Linked DNA regions of Mus musculus: region 1 is linked to region 2. The links are chromatin contacts, called in public Hi-C maps. All regions are on one chromosome and are shown on one strand. The core of a region is the stretch at or near the end of the contact, and the rest is flanking DNA. Distances in the headings are between cores, read along the strand shown.

Evidence for each region. A called contact is a pair of places that touch in the nucleus more often than the background predicts.
Region 1: a Hi-C map of morula shows a contact between it and region 2, with 2.1 times the contacts expected there. The contact joins the promoter of Zfyve9 here to the enhancer-like site in region 2. A contact is called at or near these places in 12 of 39 promoter capture datasets (the 3T3-L1 cell line, 3T3-L1-derived adipocytes, the HPC-7 cell line and 7 more), 6 of 484 Hi-C or Micro-C datasets (the C10 cell line, the HPC-7 cell line, embryonic fibroblasts and 3 more), 7 of 115 datasets of contacts at active chromatin or transcription factors (cardiomyocytes, embryonic stem cells, intestinal villus epithelium and 2 more) and 2 of 9 other capture datasets (adipose tissue and pancreatic islet).

Annotation. Positions count from the first base shown.
Region 1 is chr4:108,777,044-108,784,424 of GRCm38.p6, reverse strand. It overlaps Zfyve9 (zinc finger, FYVE domain containing 9), which reads left to right and starts at 3,586. Exons shown (of 19, transcript NM_001384118.1): 1 at 3,586-3,972.
Region 2 is chr4:108,718,370-108,724,910 of GRCm38.p6, reverse strand. It overlaps Zfyve9 (zinc finger, FYVE domain containing 9), which reads left to right. Exons shown (of 19, transcript NM_001384118.1): 3 at 999-1,104; 4 at 5,099-6,541. The coding sequence starts at 1,035. Among named protein-coding and RNA genes, the nearest start is that of Zfyve9, 59 kb to the left of the region's middle. Within about 2 kb of position 4,135, at least 4 of the 459 cell types and tissues checked have an H3K27ac peak or open chromatin away from gene starts, as enhancers often do. A contact at or near this core is called in morula, where this site is marked.

The sequences.
Region 1 (7,381 bases), core at 2,337-4,836, 60 kb before region 2:
GTAGGGATTAGGATGACCTAACAAGCCCCCGGATGCCCCCAGGTTCCTTTTTCAGCTTGGGATGGATGCTTAACTGACGTGGGACCTGCTTTGGGGCTTATCTGCCTTACAAGACTCTGGATTTGGGGTTTGACTCTGGGCAGCATTTGTTGAGGGAAGAAGCTGTGAGAGATCACAGCTGTAAGCAGCAGGGTAGGTTCAGTTCTGGGCTACAACTCTCAAAGGGAATTCTTATTTTTAGGTCCTGAAAATTGAAAGCAAGCCTTAAAAAGTCACTGAGCAGGTAAGATGTAAGCTATCTAGTTCAGCTTGAGAGTAGCCATGTTGAGACCAGTTCTAGGGATACAGAGATGATTAAAACACTGCACCTGGCCCACAGGCTCACAATCTGATAAGGGAGGCATACAGGGAAATATGTATTGACCTTGTACTGATGAAGAATTATAACTTGGGAAAGTACAGGGTTAAAAAGAACGCAGATGAGATTTTATGTTTCTCTTTCAACAAAATTTATACAGTATATATTCTTATACACAAATATAAAATTTATTTATTTTACTCTCTTTCCCCTTTCCCTTCTGTAAACTTAAAATTTATTCAAATATCCTAGATCAAAAGGTTTGTACCTTTGTGTGCAGGGAGGTGTGTGAAAGGAGAAGGATAATTTAACAAAACAAGAAGTAGAATTTGTTAGGTTTTGTGACCAACTGTCCAGTAGTGAGTGCTAACAATTAAATATGATAACCAGAATCTGGATTAGGCACCTGTTAGATGATGATGTCACTGAATCTCTCTCCCGCCCCCATTTAAAATTCTGAGATGAGACTATTGGTATGTTGCCTACATTGGTATGCTTCCAACTCCTGGACAATAGTGATCCCTTTGCCTCAGCCTTTGAAGTAAACAAATATACAAGTGGATGAAGAGAAGCACTCCTGGCTTCACCCAAAGTTTAAAGAGCAAAGAAAATTCTACTAAAGATGATCCCAAACTTCCATGAAAACAGTCTTACAATATTGATTTTCTAAAGGATGTCAATTCTATAGACATGGAAGTGGGGAATTCTACAGGGGGGGGGCGTTAAGCTATACTTTAAAGTCATCGGAGAGTGGTGGAAATCAATGCAAACAGAAAGTGGCAGAATCAAGACAACTGACTTCGAGTTGAAGTGGTTTGAAACAGAAAGAGATCTTAGGCAGAAGAAAGGAGGCAGGTGAGAGATAGGTCAGGAGCTGAGAGTAAGATGAGGAAGCAGGAGGGGAAACAGTCTTGGATGAAATGGGAGCAGACAAAAGGAGACCTACTGTGGGTGCATGCATGCCTCCTGGGTAGTTGGTTCTCTCCTTCTATCTTGGGGTTCCAGAGATAAAACTCAGATCACTAGGTGTGGCCCTTTACCCACTGAGCCATCTGGCCAGCATATGACAGAACGATTTTAAGCAAGTTACTATCAAGCAGCTTCCCTCAGCAAGAGTTTGAATAGAAGGGAAGAACGTGTGAGGCAAGAAGAAACTGGTCCTGGGAACAAATGAATCATCTTCATGCTGTAGCTACACCCTAGACGTCCTGATTATTCACAAACAAATGTAGGTTTTCTGCAGTGGCAGTGAGCTTGGATTGGAAAGGACAGTGCCAATGTCATGTCAGGGAGCCAAACTGATGGAAATTAAAGGGCCCATGCTAAAGCACAAATGGTATCAATAGCAACTCACTCTAACAGTGTTCTCTTGTTACTGTAGAAAAGACTGCTATCAGACAGGAGACCCTAGGTTATAGGGACTCCTTGCGGCTTTTCTCTCGGTTGGATGCCCCTTGGTGGTGGTGCCGAAGTACTGAGTTCTTAGAGATGCTGTGAGGATGAATCACCATTTCCTCCGAGCTGGTTTCTGTCGTTACAAAAAGGGGATAGTGATTGTGTGTGTGTGTGTGTGTGTGTGTGTGTGTGTGTGTGTGTGTAATGTGACTCAGAGATAAGTGGCAAAGGCAGACTTGGGACTGTACAGGAACAGCTTTCATTGATGAGAAAAGAACTGCTAGGTTATATTTTTCTCTGGGTGGCTGCTCAATTATTACTTGAACAGCTCCTGGACTCCTTATGTAATTTCCCCATGTCTTGTTACTATTATCCCATAATCTAAGGTAAGGCAAGATTGCTTATAATATTTTATAATATTTTCATGCAGGAAAAATGTGCTGGTTCTATTTTGATATCTGCTGTGCTGTAGAATGTCAAAGGATCCAGTGTACTAGGTTCTCCTCTTCAGAGGAGGATGTTACATAAATGCACGAGTGAAATTCAGGGAAATTTCACTTAGACCAGGATGATGAGAATGACCTTTTGATAGGAACACACACACACACACACACACACACACACACACACACACGCGCACACGCACACACACACACACACACACACACACAGACACACACGAGCGGGGTTGGGGAGTGTGGTGGGATAAACACACACAGATGGGCACAATCTCCAGATTAAGAATGACTAAGTAAGTGTTAGGGTGTTCTGGAATTAACAAAAATTGGAACTATAGGCCCGTCCTTCCATCCCCAACCTTCACAACCAGCTAGGCAGGCAGGAGAAAACAGAGGTTCAAAAATATTACATAACTTGCCAGGGTCATAAAACTCTACATGATGTAACTGGAACCAGTGGCATCAGGATCTGCCTGACACCAAAGTCCTTGCTTGTTCCAGTATAGCTCCCAGAAACAAAACCAACCAACCAACCAACCAAACAAACACAGTATTTGGGAATTTGAGGGACCAGGGGATTTAAAATTTTTTTTTTCTTTTTCCTATTTCCCTTCTGACAGTCTTTAGTTGTGACGTTATGTTAGCATCCTAGAGGCTGGGCAAGATCAAACAGGAGGCATTTGTAAACAAAATGACTGCATAGCCTTTAATATAACCACAACAATTTCCTTCTTTCAGAGTTTTTATCTAGGATTTGATAAGGGGTGGGTGACCCAGAAGTGGTAGAGGTGGTGGCCAGGGTTAAGTTAGTAAAAGGATGAGTCTTTTCTTACCTTTAAGTTGTTTATCGGTTTCAGGACAACCCGTTGGTTATTCTCTTCTCTTTGTCAGCGTTTTTTAAATTTTGTTTTGTTTTGTTTGTTTGTTTTTTGTTTTCTCCCCCCTACTTTGTAGGTAAGGATAGGGTTTAAGGAATTCTATAGCACATTTCTGTAGTGAATCTGCACAGTAGCTCCAAAAAAGTTGAGGTCAAAGATGATTCCTTTATCTGCTTTGGGAAGGGATTGTGCATGTGCTTAGGAAAAGAAAAAAGGGATTTGTTCTGGGTCACGCTCCTTTCATACTGACGCACTGAGGGAATTAAAAGGGACCCCCTGTCTCCACGAGAAATGAACCGAGATTCCCTCACATTCCCGCTCTCGGAGACGAGTGACGAAAGCATTCACATACCTTCTTGGAGGGAAGAAAAAGGTGCTGGGGTCTGACGGGGGTGGGGTGTGGGGGGAGCCGACAGCTTCCGGCTCCCGGGAAGCCGCGTCAGGGGCGGGCCACGGGCCGCGGGCGGCGCAGGGCGCACGGGGCCCCGCCACCCCCAGGCCGCGCTGCCTCGCGTTCCCTGCCGCTCGTGCCCGGTGCGGCCGCCGCAGTCCCGGCGCCGTAGCGGGACGTGGGGTCCAGGGGGCGCTGTGGCCCAGCGGCGCGGGCGGCTGAAGCGGCCACCGCGGCGGCGCCCGAGGCTTCGCCGAGCCCGTCTGCCTGCATCGCCTCGGTTGTCCCGCCGTAAGCTGCGCCCCCGGCCGCGCTCGGCCGCGCTCGGCCGCGCTTTCCCGGACCCGCGTGGCTGAGGCGGCTGGAGGGGCGCTGGGCCTCAGTCCCGGCCGCTGAGACCGCAGCCCCCTCAGGAGTGCGAGGCTTCGCGGCGGAGCCCCGCTGAGGACGAGGCTCTCGGCTGAGTGACGACCCCCGGGCCATGGAGAGGCGGTGAGTGTGGCGCGCTGCGGTTCGGGGCTCGTCTGCTTGCGCCGCCCAGGGGTCCTGGCGCCAGCTATTGGGCCGGGCGGACGGAGCGTCCTGCCAGTGCGGCCGCCGCGGGCACCCCGGAGCTCTGGGGCCTCGGCCCTTTCTCCGTGGGTCCCCGGGAGATTGAAGGCGTGCGGGGGGCGACTAGGCCCCGAGTCGCCGGGAAGCCCTTAGCCGGGCCTGGGTTCCGGCGCGGCCGGGTACGTGAAGATCGGGCTGGCGGCCGCACCGGTGCCCTTCGCGTTTGTCCCGGGCGGGGCCGAGCGTGCCTTCCTTCCCAGGGCCCTTCGAGCACATCCCGGAGGGAGGCAGAGGACGCTTGTTTGCAAACAGCTTTGGCTTGCCTGCTCCGCGTACTGAGTCCTGCGGAGCCACCCCCTGGGTGGGGAGTGGTGAGTATTGAGGTGCAGAGAGTGCGGGGCACTCGGAGCCCCTGGTACTCCAGGAGTAGCATTCACGCCTCCCTTGCTGGAGACACAGCCTTTTGCGTCCTTTTTTGAGGTGAAATTTCATCACCTGCCGCTAGCTCATCCTTTCCTCCTTATGTTACATCTTGTCTCTGAGCGAGGTCTGCTTTGGAGAAAGCCCCATCCCATCTTTGCTATGCTAAGTTTCCTAGCTACTCACAGTTAAAAAAAGAAAAAAAAAATCTTTTAGGAAGATGTCTTTTCCACCTTTAGAGAGACAGGAAATGTTTTAATGCCCCAGTCCTTGGTACAAAAATGTTTTACTCAAATAGAGAACGGATGGCAAGAAGATTTTAAATCATACTAATTACCCTAATTGCAAGGACATGCCGAAAATGGGATATAAACTCAGTTGTACAAGAAAAATGATTTGTTTTGTTCTGGTAAGGATGTAAAAAAAAGTTAGTGATTGTAGTTTGACATTACACGTCAGATATTGGGTGCTTCTTGTTTATGATAAATGTGATTACAGGTTATTCTCATTTTTCTACTATATAGGACTTATATGTACATCTAGAACGTCAATGCATGAAAATATGTATATATAGTAGAAAATTTGGATACGCAGAGAGGTACTATATTGGCTTTCAATATGTACTTAATAACTGGAGAGAGATTACTAGTAATGTCATATGTTTTGATGGTCATTCAAAGTTTACAGTGAGAGTGTACTGATTTATAAAATTATTATTATATTTTGGAATTAAATTAAGAATGCCTGACTGGTCCACTTTACAGCCAGACATTTGTTTAAAATTTATAAAATATGTTACTAATTATCAGAGTTAGAGCCATCAGTTAATATGCATAGTTACCTGTAAGACTCCTGACTTAACCTTCCTACAGAGCGTGGGAATCTCCTGAGGTCTAAGGGGGTCATCATGTTGATGAATTTTGAGGACCCATTGTGTTAGTGTTGTAGCCTTGCCTTTGTCAGATCTTGTGTAAGCATTTTTAACTGTAAAACATTGGCTTGATTAGTATGTTGGTTAACTTAGGTTTTAAAAGTCGAATTCTTTTCTCAGTGTGTCTCTAAAGACCAATGTTAGAATTGGGGGTACTGATTAAAATATTCTATTCCTGGTCCCCTAAATCAGAATTGTAGGTATAACTCGAAGATCTTGATTTTTTTAAATCAACCTTCCTGATTCTTAGTACTACTAAATTTGGACATAATTGATAAAAGAGATTCGCTTAGGTGGACACAATTGTCCTCTCTCTAGCAAAACTATTACTCTTAAGTGGCTTACAGATGGTCTTCATAGCAACAGATAATGGTTTTGTAATGCAGATAGAAAAACAGCTGTTTCAGTCAACAAACATGGTAAGCCTTTGGTGGGAATGTTAAGGAAAACTATCTGGTTATTCATCTTGGCAATGAATAAATGTCAATATTGTCTGTAAAATGCTGTTAGGTATTTAGAAGGCTTTTAGAAGACAGCATACAAAAAGTATTGTATAAATTTTTAAAATATAATTTTAGGTGATAATAATATCAGGTTCTGTTTTAGGTGTTCTGGGAAATACAAAAATGACCAAGGTTTCTGCTAGCAATTAGCTAATTGTGGAAGCAGGACAAGTTTAATTAACTGTTACATGGCTGGGTCAGAAAAGTGTTGTAACTGAGTGAAATGAGGTAGATCTCTGCTTAGGGCTTCTGTGTCTCATCCAGGATCTTGCCCTTCAAGATGCATCCCTAAGGAATGGGAGGTCACTCTAGAAGAGGACTTGCTTAGAATGTGTAAGCCCCCCAGTTTAATTCTCAGAATTGAGAAAAAAATCATATGGAATGTTCCTTTATTTTCCAATTCCTGATTCAATGTTTTCTTTAAAGAAAGAGTAGCATGTGTCGCTTGGGAAGTACTAGTTTTATATTAACTCCCTAGTGAAGAAAGAACAAGTGAATGAGTAGGGATGAACTCATTCCTTCCTCTGCTGCTAAGCTGCCACTTTTATTCCATTCACTGAAGTTTATTTGGCTCCTCTTATGTGCTGGCCACAGACTGGTGGTTGCAAAGTACAAAGCTTGATTAAAAGATAATTGCCTAGATTTTAGTTTAAGTTCTTTTGTTTCTAGGGGTGGTATATACATGCTTTATGATTATTGATTGCATTGCATGCTGTGGTACAGAGTGTGGAGTCAGATGTGAGGAGCAATGAGATACTTAGGCTCTGAGTTTCTTATACTTTCTTGTAGTAATGGTAGCCCTTCCAGGGAAGTGGGCCGTTTGTTTCTGTGAGGTGCAAGTGATCATAGACAGGAAAGAGAAATGGTCATGCCCACTTTTCCTTTTGGAGAAAAGAAAAATAAAAGCCAGAGCGTGTGTACACTGTGTACTTATAGCTTGTCTTCTTGCTTTTCTTTGTTTCTTTCTTTTTTTAAGATTTATTTATTTTTATATATATGATGAGTACACTGTAGCTGTCTTCAGACACACCAGAAGAGGGCACCAGACCCCATTACAGATGGTTGTTAGCCACCATGTGGTTGCTGGGAATTGAATTCAGGACCTCTATCCAGTGCCCCTTTTCTTTCTTTCTTTCTTTCTTTCTTTCTTTCTTTCTTTCTTTCTTTCTTTCTTTCATTCTTTCATTCTTTCATTCTTTCATTCTTTCGACTAGTTCTACTTTTGGATTTTTGAAAAAAATTTGATGGGAAAATTTTTATTGTAATGTGCACATATTTTTCATTTCCTCTTTAACTAAACCAATATTCTCTATGCCTGGGATAGACGTGTTACTTTACTTCCAGCTTTACATTGGTCTTCACTTTCACTTCATTTTTGTATATTTGCCCTGCAGTGTGTGAATTAGTATATAGAGTGACATTCTTGGTATGTACTTATCGTTGGAAAATACCGAGTTGCAGATGCTGGACAAAAATACTTCATGTACTTTAGTTT
Region 2 (6,541 bases), core at 2,886-5,385:
ATCTGACTCCCTCTTCTGGTGTGTCTGAAGACAGCTACAGTGTACTTACATATAATAATAAATAAATCTTAAAAAAAAAAGGGGCTGGTGAGATGGCTCAGTGGGTAAGAGCGCCCGACTGCTCTTCCGAAGGTCCGAAGTTCAATCCCAGCAACCACATGGTGGCTCACAACCATCCGTAACGAGATCTTCTGGAGTGTCTGAAGACAGCTACAGTGTACTTACATATAATAAATAAATAAATCTTTAAAAAAAAAAAGAATCTAATTTAAAAAAAAATAAATAAATAAAATAAAATAAAAAGGAGAGATTTAAAAAAATTGTCAGTCATCCTTGAAATTAAAACTAATATCCTTTGCCTGTACATGAACTTTACCATTTTTTTTTAATTTAACAGAAGCTATGAACACTCCCCTTTCTTGGAGAAATGTAACTTTGTCCTAATGAAAATGATTTCTTCCCAGCATCTGTACTTTATCTTTTGAAGTATAAGCTATTAAATACATCTTACTTCTATGCTTATTATAGTTCTTCATTTGTACCTCAGTATTCGTAGAGAAGTGGCCCTAGTACCATTGTGGGCCCCATTGTGGGCCCCATTGTGGGCCCCAGAGTCCATGGAGTATTTATATATAACTTGTTCCATGCTGTCCTGCATTCTGTAAATCATTGCTAGACTACTAAGATAAAGTGCGAAAGAAGTAGCTGTTTAACTGTTTTGCTTAGGGAAAAGTGACTGGAAAGATGCATATTTGGAACATAAACAATTTTTTTCTGAATATTTTCTATCAATCATTGGTTTAATATATAAATAGAATTTACAGATACAGAGGCTGACTGTGTTTTGGTAATTGTTAGCTTATAAGTTTCTAGACCTGAAGGTCTTAATATTGTTTATCATTGTCCAAATAGATTTGTTGTTCTTCCTTGTATACCCATGATCTTTAAATTATATTTTAATAATTCAAATTGTCTCTCAATCTTTTTTAACTTTTTAGGACTAGCTAAGTCTCTTCAGCAGTGTTCCCTCACTGATGGAGAATTACTTCCAAGCAGAGGCTTACAACCTGGACAAGGTATTAGATGAATTTGAACAAAATGAAGGTGAGGATTTACATTGGAAATCTACTTGGGTTTATGATATGGAGACTGTGAGAACTAGAGTATGAAATTCTTTTTTAAAAAAAAATGAGGAGTTTGGAAAGATGGCTGAGCAGTTAAGAGCACTGGCTGCTCTTAGAGAGGACTCAGGTTCAATTCCCAGTACCCCTGTGGTGCCTCACATCTGTCTGTAACACCAATCCCAGTGAATCTGATGCCCTCCTCTGGCCTCCACAGGCACTGTATATGCAGATGATACGCAGAGATACATGCAGACAAAAACATCCATACATAAAATGAAATAAATCTCAAAAAAAAACTAGGTGTGATGATATAATGACAATAATATGTAATATATTTAAAGGGAGAAATAACATCTCTTAGCATTATATGCCAGGTACTTAAATATTTTAAACTTAATGTTTAAAACAATTTCATGAAGGTAATTTCTCATTTCTTGTTACTTTATTTTCTAATTAAAGGGAAAATATATGGCAAATGTCCAGGCCTACAATCCTAGTACTTGAGAGCCAGAGGCAAGAGAATCATCACAAATTCAAGACTAGCCTGATTCATATATAGTGAGTTACAGGTCAGCTAGGGCTACATAGATAAAATCTGTATTACCACCCCCACCACCCCCAAGTCCAGGTATGATGCAGCCTAATTCCAGTACTTGGTTAGTTGAAGGAGGCAGGAGATCAGGAGTTCAAAGCAAATCTTAGCTGGATAGTGAATGTGAGGCCAGAATAATCTACATGAACCTTGTCAACAGAATGAAACACACACACACACACACACACACACACACACACACACACACACCCCCTGTATCACAAATGAACTACACTAGGTAACTAACATGTCCAAGTAATAGGTAAAACTTAACCATTCGTATTTCAATAATATTAAACATTCTTCTAAGAAACACATTTCTTTTGGGATACTTATCCCCCATCCTTTTGGGGTATTTTTCAAGAATTCTGTCCTGGAACTTACTCTGTAGACCTGGCTGGCCTTGAACTCAGAAATCTGACTGTTTCTGCCTCTATAGAGTGCTGGAATTAAAAGCATACTCCACCACCATCACCACCTGACCTTTTTTCAAGACAGGGTCTCTTGTAGCCTGTGTTTGCCTTGAACTTGTCCTGTAGCTGAGGATTACCTTGAATTTCTGATCCTTTTATCTCTGCCTCTATGGTGCCTACTAATGGTGTGCCCCGTGAGGTCTGATTTTGTGTGGTGTTTGGGATCAAACCCAGGCCTCATGAATGCTACATAAGCATTCTATAAACTAAGTTATATCCCTATCTCTAAGCCTATTTAAACAATCGGAAGGTCTATGGCTTTGCTATCTACCTTTGTTACTTTATTTCATTGTTCTGTGGGCTGGTTATTTTCTTGACCCAAACTGATTTATTTGTTGTTCTCTTAAGTCTTATATTTGGTGTGTTTTTCCTGGTTTCCCTATTTGCAAATCCCTTACTTTGGATTAAATGCTTGCAACCTAGTCTTCCTCCTTTTAGTGAACTCAGGCTCGTTTACCCTATCATAGAATTTATTTTGAATAAAATAGATGAAATTATGTTTATTGATATACTAGAAATTGATTTAACAAATACTATTTCCCCAAATGTCCTTATGTAGGAATATAAATATGAGCTTAATTTATAACATTATTACAAGCAGAATTTCACATATTAAACTTTAAAAAAAAAAACCTTATGTGAAAAATCTAAATATATAGACATTATAATGGCTGTGGTGGTGGGTGCCTTTAATCTCAGTACTTGAGAGGCAGAGGCTGGTGGATCTCTGTGAGTTTGAGGGCAACCAGGTCTACATAGTGAGTTCTAGGACAACCAGGGCTATATAGAGGGACCCTGTCTCACACAAAACAAAACAAAACAAAACAAAACAAAACAAAACAAAACAAAACAGTACACTATAACTCATGATCAGCAATAATCAGTACACTGCCTTTTGTCTGCACCTCTGTTTCATTTTTAACACTTTGGAGGTATTGGTGTACACACCTGTGTGTGCCTCTGTGTGTGTGTGTGTGTGTGTGACAGAGAGAGAGAGAGACAGAGAGAGAGAGAGAGAGAGAGAGAGAGAGAGAGAGAGAGAGAGAGAGAGCACAAGTGAGCACTTATAGAAGCTTATGAACATAGATGTTCTTCTTGCCTGTATGGATGTAGAGGCCAAAGGTCAACATTTTATCACTTCCTCGGTGATCTCTACACTTTTTTTCCTCAAGTCACAATTTTAATAATCCCTGTAAGAAACACCCCTTCAGAGAAAGGAACAATGCACCATCTAGAAGGAAACTGCTGCCAGAATTTGCTCTTTCGAGCTAGATTGGCTTATCAGCAGTCCTTTGGAATCTGCTTATATGTACTGTCCACAGCACTGGGGTTACAGTTTTATGCCACCATGCTCCAGCTTGTGCCTCTCTAGTCTTTTATATAAGTGCTACAGCTAAATTTAGGTCTTCATGCTTACACAAAGGGGTACCTTTGTCCACTGAGCCATTTCCCCAGATGACGGCTGCTGCTGCTGCTGCTTCTTCCTCTTCTTCTTCTTCTTCCTCTTCCTCTTTCTCCTCCCCCTCTTCCTTTTCTTTTTCCTCCTCCTCTTCTTCTTCCTCTTCCTCCTTTTTCCTCCCTCTCTTCCTTTTTTCCTCCTTCTCTTCCTCGTCTTCCTCCTCTCCTTCCTCCTCTTTTTCTTCCTTCTCTTCCTTCTTCTCTTCCTTCTTCTCTTCCTCTTCCTCCTCTTCTTTCTCCTCCTTACTCTTCCTCCTCCTTCTTCATAGGGTCTTCTATATTGCCCAGGTTAGCTTCAAACTCAGAATATAGCCAAAGATGACCTTGAACTTCTGACCTTCCAGCTTCCTACTTCCTGCCTTCACCTCCCTAGGAATATAGGTATTTGCCAGCACACTCAGTTTCTGCAGCACAGGATGTCATACTGAGGGCTTAGTGAATGCTAGGCACTGTAATAACTGAGCAAATCTCTAGGCCCATTTTTTTTTTTTTAAAGTTTTTTCGCGGGGCGTGGTGGCACACGCCTTTAATCCCAGCACTGGGGAGGCAGAGACAGGCAGATTTCTGAGTTCAAGGCCAGCCTGGTCTACAGAGCGAGTTCCAGGACAGCCAGGACTACACAGAGAAACCCTGTCTCGAATTAAAAAAAAACAAAACAAAACAAAAAAAAAACCCAAAAAAAAAGTTTTTTCAGATAAACTTTATATTCACGAAAAGACCTAAATTTTATTACACAGAGTTAGTGGTTTGTTTGTTTTTGTTTTTGTCTGTTTTGAGACAATCTCACTTTGCTTCCAAGATGGCTTGAAATCATTGACTCAGTTGTTCTTTCACTTCAGGCTCCCAAGACTACAAGGTTTACTGTATAGATTTAGCAAATGGAGGTATCCATGTAACCCACACCCCAATCATGTAGACTAGAGAGCATTTAATCTCCATAGAAAAATTCTCACTCAGTTACTAGTCTCCACTACTGTTCATTGTCTGTGCCTTGTCTTATACACAGACAATCCAAAGTTCCTTTCCCATTCCTGGGTATATAGGTCAATTTAATTGTGTTATTATTTATCTCAATCTAATAACACAATTAAATTGACATAAAATTCATTTGTTGTTTGTTTTTTAAGACAGGATTTCTTTGTGTAGCTCTGGCTGTTCTGGAACTCACAGAGATCCCCCTGCCTTTGGCTCCTGAGTGCTGAGATTAAAGACATGCACAACCACTGCCCAACTTTGTTATTTGAAATGTTCTGAGGCATTACCATTTGTCGACAGATAATTATAGGGCATTGTCTTAAATGTATTTTTCTTATGTCTAGCTAAAGATTAGATACTGTCATATTCTGGGGACATTTTCTTCAAAGCACAGCTGGAAATATTTGTCAGGTAGCCCTAAGTAGCTTTTACTGTTACCAACAAACTTACTATAATTACTTTTTTTTTTCCTTCAGATGAAACAGTTTCTCCTACTTTATTGGATACAAAGTGGAATAAGATTTTAGATCCCTCTTCTCACCCATTGTCTTTTAACCCTGCATTAGCCAGTGTGAATGAACCTACAGTTTCTGAGACAGGACCACAGCTGAAAGTCTTCTCTCTGGCTGGCTCAGCTCCCCTTACAAAGGAGGACAAAGATCCCTGTGCTAACGGACAGGACTGTAGTCTAAATCCAGAGACTGACACCATGTGGATTGATGAAAATGCTGTGACAGAAGACCAACTAATTAAGAGAAACTATAATCAGGATGATCAATTTAGTGCCGTTGAAGTGGGAGAGGAGAAATGTGGAAGCCTCACTTGTCTGCCAGACGAGAAGAATGTTCTGGTTGTAGCTGTCATGCATAACTGCGATAAAAGGACATTGCAAAGCGATTTGCAGGATTGTAATAATTACAATAGTCAATCCCTCATGAATTCTTTTAGTTGTTCACTGGATAATGAGACTAGACAAACTGATCAATTTAGTTTTAGTATGAATGGGTCCACGGAAAAAGGTATAAACTCGGAGAAACAAATGGATGCTTTGAATAAACCAAAACCAGAGAGGGATTCTGTGAATCATCTCTGTGCGGCTTCATCTAACAGTGCAACCAGTATCTCTTCCCCTTCACAATTGAAGGACGGTGAGAATGTGGGTAGAGACCCATCTACATCTACAGTTACAAGCTTAGCAGTTAATTCATCCCAGGGAATGGATGGAGGGCCTGCCATTAAACAGCAAGGAAATTATATGCCAGATGAGGATCTTTCTGGCATGAACAGCTCTTCCAGGACAGACCTAGGGATCTCCAACTCCTTTTCCCACTCAAGTGGAGAGCTCTTAATAAAAACAGAGCCAGCTGAGGAGAGGACAGCTGAAGACTCCCTCCCATCTGATTTATCTTTGAATCTCAAGCCGGATACTCCTGCTTTATCTGGAAGGGACAATTGCGAACAGTCTTCAGACTGCCTTGGGTCTAGTGAAACTAGAGCTGATGAAGATGAAGGTAATGACTCTCAGATGACTAATTGGAAATTAACGAAGCTAAATGAGATGAGTGATAGCCAAGTGAATGAAGAAAATCAAATGGCTTTACAGAGTAATCAACCTGAGGACACTAATAGTGGAGGCGAGTGTGTTGGAATGGCAGATTCTGATCTAGATTTCAAAGGAACTTGCATGAATGAGAGTGAAGGATATGATTTCTCCACTGTTAATGATGCACCAGCAGCAAATTCTCTATCTAATAGTTGTGATTCCTATGGAATGCAGAGCCCAATTGTATCTTTTGTTCCAAAGACATTACCCTCCAAAGAAGATTCAGTAACAGAAGAAAAAGAAATAGAAGAGAGCAAGTCAGAATGCTATTCAAATATTTATGAACAGAGAGGAAACGAGAATGCAGAAGGGAGTG